Regions from separate parts of the Mus musculus genome. Here region 1 is linked to region 2. A link is a contact called in public HiChIP or PLAC-seq data. All regions are on one chromosome and are shown on one strand. The core of a region is the stretch at or near the end of the contact, and the rest is flanking DNA. Distances in the headings are between cores, read along the strand shown. Region 1 has its middle 60 kb from the start of Fam20c. Region 2 holds the start of Zfp157 (zinc finger protein 157).

Region 1 (2,700 bases), core at 186-2,685, 250 kb before region 2:
CACCTGTGAGGGATTTTTCTTAATTAAATCATCTGAAGTAGAAAGACCCACCTTTACACTGAATCTTTTGGGTGAGAAGATCCGACTTGAATGCGGGCCATTCCTTCTCCTGGCAGCCTGTAAAAGGGACATAGAAGAAGGAAGCTCCTGCTCTTTGCCTGCTTGCCCTCGCTCTTGCTGGAAAGTCCATCCCTTCGCTGGCGTTAGAGCCTATTTCTCCAGGATTCTGGTGACCAGCTGAGAAATCTAGCCTCATGGACTGAACAAGTACAGGAGGGCTCTTAGACTTTCCCTTAGTAGACTATCATTGTTGGACTAGGTGGCCCACAGACCGCAAGCTACCTCAATAAACTCACTTACTTCATTCATATATATATGTATATATATATGTATATATATATATATATCTCCTTGACCAGTATACTATACTATTGAATGCCAGTTAGACGGGATCTAGAATCACCTTGAAGAAAAACCTCTGGGTATGTTTATGAAGAAGTTTCTAGATTGAGTTAGTTGAGGTAAGTGAGATCTCTCTAAAAATGAAGCAGCATCCCTGGGGCCCAGGAATGCCCCGAGACTGTGTTGCTTAGGCCAGGAGAAGTTGGTCCCTTTATAGCTAGTAAGGTGAAGCCAGAGGCAAGGGGCAACTGAGCAATGTTCATCCCCAGAGATGAGAGAGTGATGGCAGTTCGAGGCAGACTCATAATGGGTATCCAGTTCTACTATGGAGAACTGGAATGGCCTCCAAAGAAGAGAATCAGTTCCAGGTTTTGGTCTAAGTTATGGGTCAGAGACACAGGTGGCAGCTCAGTTTTTCTTAAGGATCCCTGCAAATGGCCAGCTGAAGAAGGGGCATGGGTCCCATTTCTGTTGTCCACAGATTGAATAGGTTTGAATGAAGGCAGGTTTACTAGGCTGGGGATGTAGGTCAGTTGGTTGGGTGCTTGCCTAACATACACAGAACCCTGGCTTGCATCTTCAGCAGAAGACAAATCGAGTGTGGTTACTGCCAACATTCAGGAAGTGGGTACAGGAAAATCAGCAGTTCAAGGTCATCCTTCCATATATATGGAGTCAGAGGATCGTCTGAATTACAAGAGACCCTGTCTCAAAAACAAGTGGATGAGTGAATGAATGAATGGGTCAATAAGTAGGTTTATTTTCGTCCTGGCTTTGTTACAAGATTAAGAGTAGCATTTTCTGGTGTCAATATGGAGTCCCAAGATGGTGCACATGGTCAAATGGTGCAAAACACCCTGTGTGGATATGTGTGTGCATACACGAATATGCACTCCTTCTGTCTCTCTAGGTTCCTATAAAGCTAGGAGGATTCATGCCTGAGGCTCCTCCCAATGACAACATCAAATCCTACTCTACTCTCAAGGCCCCACCTCTAACCACTAAAATGGGATTAAGTTGGCTCCCAGAGAGTTGTGTCTCACAGCTGGGGGTTAATTTCACCACAGGAAGTCTGGGGGAAAATCCCTAGCCTTAGTGGATAGTCACTTTACTGGCCAATAATTCTGAGTTCTGCCCATCCCTCCTATTCCTTTTCACTGCACCATTTGAAATTTTGAAACACACATAAAAAAGCAAACAAACAGAGCAAAAAGAGACACAAACCAGGCCCACCACACAGGAAGCTCAAAACTGCTGAGTAATCACGGAGACCACAGGGGTGTTTCCAGGGAGCCGAGCAGATGGCCGTGGGTGGCTGGGTGGCTAGGGAACAACACTTCCTGCCTGCTCCACAGAGGCACCAGGTCACCTGGGGACACTGTCTGGGTGTGTCTCTCCTGGACCAGTTCAGTCTTGAAATCCATGCTTGTCCAGGATCCCAGGACTTGCAGGGTAAAGAGGGGCAGAAGGGAGGTTGGTTGTGGTTGGAAGTGACCATGACCCTCCAACAAGGCCACATGGTCAGGTGGCAGAAGGAGAGTGCCTGCCACGTTATGGAATCTACACAGTTCAATCCACACTGGAAGGCAGCTAAGGCCCTGAGTACATAGTCTTCTGTGACAGACAGCCCAGGAGTCCAAGCAGCTGTTGCCTTTGCCTGGCAGAGCTGTTACTTTCTTGGCTAACACTGGGTAGGATTTTTGTGTCTTTCACATGCCATTGAGACAGAGACTAATGCAAGCCTAGATCTAGCAACAGCCCAGGAATGAACTCCCTCCCCCCCACCTCCCTGAAGGAAAAGCTGAGCCTTTGTTTGGAGACAGTCACACCCTCACACCCTCCAGAGGAAAGAATGATGTCCCCAGACTAGGTGGAGATGCAGCAGGGAGTGGGTGAGCTCTGTCAGGGTTTAAAGGTTCAACGGGCCACACAAGCTGTTTTGGAGAATAACAAGGGGAGTTGTCCCTTCTCAGACATGAACATAGCATGAGGCTGTCATGTGACAGAGATACCACTGTGAGACTCATCAGTGACATCAGTGAAAAAACACAGGCCACAGTAGTCTCACGGGCTCCTCCAGTTGATGAGAGTATTGACGGCAATTAGTAGAGATTGATTCAATCAATGATGTGGAATTGAGACGTTGTGCAGAAATCACTTTCCTCTTACTGACTCCCAAATAGCTTTGATTGGAAAATAACATAAAGACTGTCTTAGGGTTTCCAATGCTGTGAAGAGACACCATAGCCAAGGCAAGTTTTATAAAGGAAAACATTTAATTGGGGCTGGCTTACAGTT
Region 2 (2,700 bases), core at 200-2,699:
ACAGGTGGGGAGAGGTAAAGGAAGGACAACTAGGACCTGGGCTCCTGCCAACAAGTACGAAAGGTTGGCCTGTGTTCCCAGCTCAGGGAGGAGAATGGTTAAGTTCAAAGCCAACTCGTGCTGCAGTTAAAACTATGTCTAAAATAAATAAATAAATAAGCAAACAAACTGTAAAAAAATTAGGAAGCTAAAAAACACATAAATAAAAATCTGTAAATGAAGTGAAATTGTGAAGAACAGGAAGAGGCTCACAAGGCCCCATTTCTCCTTGAGGATGTATAGGCAGTTAATGGTTGCATAGGGAGAGGCTCAGGAGAGCCTCTTTATTCCGTAGTATAGTAGTATAGACAATGGTGGGGCCCATGCTCCTGTAACTAACCTTCTTCCTATGTAGAAGTCGGGGGGGTCATTTAAAAAAAAAAAAAAAACTAATACTAAGGGGAAGTACTGGAAAAGAGGAAGAGAATCTGAGGGAGTAGGAAAAGGACCGGGAGGATAACAGAGGTTAGGTAGAAGAAAATACAACATTACACATAGATATAAGATGTAATGAAATGAAAGTCACTACGGTGTACCATTAATATATAAATGCTAAAATCGTGAAAGGAAAAAAAAAAGGACAAGTAACTAACTGGCTTAGGGCAGAGCACTACCTTGCATAAATGAATTCCTAGACTCCATCCCTAGAAATAGAGAGCCAGAGGCAGAAGACAGAGGGAGAGTGAAGGAAACAGCAGAGAGGAGAAGAAGTACCTACTCCGGGTCACTCAGGGACTCCCGGGACTTGAAGGACCGGGCTCATGAACAAAACGTGATGGGCTGAGATGGGTTGAGAGGTGAGGAAGTGGGCGGGGAAGGTCATGCTCACGGGCTTCCATAGAGGTTCTGAGATAGAAACATCACAAGATTGTGACTTGAGAAGCCAGGGACAAACGTGGAGATGCAAGATGAAGAGACGGGGCGGGGCGCCGGCTGCAGAAAAATCCTGGGGAGGCCGATGGCCTTGAGGGCCCAGAGACCAAGAAGGCAGCAATCCCCCATGCTGGTCAAAGTCCTACCAGATCTGGAGGCGGCCGACAAACTCCCGGCCGCGCTTGGGCAGTCATAAGTCCCGCAGTCCCGGTGTCCCCACCTAGGAGGCATCCATAGCAGCCCTGGTCATGGGAATCACGCGGACGCGACAAGACCCCCGAGCTGCAGCAGCCAGCTCAGCCTGGCCACAGCGCAGGCAGCAGGGGCACAAGCGACCCCGATGCGGGACGCGGGGCTAGGGGCCTTGTCGTGGGTAAACGCACCATTTCGGGACTCAGGTGAGCGCCCCGCCTCGCGCTGGGTGTCCAGGTACCAGCGAGTCACACGGCGACAGACACTAGGTGCAATCCAGAACACAGAGCTGGGAGAAGAAAGCGGCCACAGATGCCAAGATGGCGGGGTCAGCAACAACGTACGCAAGGCCCGCCTCCTCCCTTCCGACCGTGTGTCTGATTGGGTAGCCTTCAGTCTATTGTGTCTGATAGGGTAGCGCTTCAGGTCCACCCTGAGTGACAGTTCACGCTTCAACCCAGGGGTGGATGAAGCCAGAATTGACAAGGCCTTGCTTTCATGGGTAAATTAAGGCAGGGCTTCCTGTGACAGAACCTCCTTCCTTTTTGTTTTCACTTAACCTTGTAAATAAAGTATCTGAAAATGTGTGAATTGTATATAAATCTATATACATTGTTCGTGCCCTATGTATTCCAAGAACAAATTTAAGTATTCACTTAAAACAATCAAAACAAACATTTGGATTTGATTTTAAAAACTACCATTTAGGAAACCAATGCTGCTATGGATGCTTTTCATTGTTTACCTTAAGAAATATTTGAAAACATGTATAATGCATCCCACATACATGCAAAATATTTCCATTCCTTGGTCTTTAATCCCAGCACAAACAGAGGCCTACTGGTTTCTTTCTTTCTTTCTTTCTTTCTTTCTTTCTTTCTTTCTTTCTTTCTTTCTTTCTTTTTTTTTTTTTTCTATTTCCAACATAAACAATAATCAAATCTCTGTTATTAGGTCACCTTCCCAAGAAAGCTAGGGACATTCATACAGATGTGTATGCAAGGAATACATTTTCTCTTGTAACAATGTAGCCGAACAAGGGATCATGTCTTGAATTTGTTCTTTGATTTTAGCTAGGCAAAGCCTCACAGCATACATGGATATCATGCATAGTTCAGGCATCACAAACCATAGAACTTGTGATTGTAACTTCTGACATCATAGCAAAGGTTTCCAGTGGAATAAAGAACCAGTGAAATCAGAGTCCAGGATCTAGAACCCAGGCATTAATACGGTTAAAATGCTTTCCAGAGTAATTCAGTATGACTCCAGTCCCCCAAGACAATAGCTGTCAAGGATTACTTCGTAGTGGTTTCTTAAATTCCTTACTAATTATTTTTGAACAAACTTCTATTCTCCCCAGATTGAACAAAAGCAACAGAACAAAAAAAAAAAATCAGATTCATTCAAGCATAGCTTGGTATATTATCTCAGTCAGTGTTCTTTTGCTGTGAAGAGACACCATAACCAAGGCAATGGCTTTTAAAAAAGAAAGCATTTAACGGGGGCTTGCTTACAGTTTCGGCCATTTAGTCTATGACTCTCAAGGTAAGGAGCATGGTGGCACACAGACAGAAATGTGCTGGAGAAGTAGCT

Evidence for each region. HiChIP or PLAC-seq counts read pairs in DNA pulled down with a chosen protein or histone mark.
Region 1: an H3K27ac HiChIP or PLAC-seq map of embryonic stem cells shows a contact between it and region 2, with 4 times the contacts expected there. The contact joins the enhancer-like site here to the promoter of Zfp157 in region 2. A contact is called at or near these places in 1 of 484 Hi-C or Micro-C datasets (nephron progenitors), 3 of 115 datasets of contacts at active chromatin or transcription factors (acute myeloid leukemia, bone marrow-derived macrophages and embryonic stem cells) and 3 of 9 other capture datasets (adipose tissue, liver and pancreatic islet).

What each region holds. Positions count from the first base shown.
Region 1 is chr5:138,693,671-138,696,370 of GRCm38.p6, reverse strand. No RefSeq gene overlaps it. Among named protein-coding and RNA genes, the nearest start is that of Fam20c, 60 kb to the left of the region's middle. Within about 2 kb of position 1,435, at least 98 of the 459 cell types and tissues checked have an H3K27ac peak or open chromatin away from gene starts, as enhancers often do. A contact at or near this core is called in acute myeloid leukemia, bone marrow-derived macrophages, embryonic stem cells and 1 more, where this site is marked.
Region 2 is chr5:138,440,225-138,442,924 of GRCm38.p6, reverse strand. It overlaps Zfp157 (zinc finger protein 157), which reads right to left and starts at 1,449. Exons shown (of 5, transcript NM_028130.3): 1 at 1,296-1,449. The coding sequence starts at 1,298.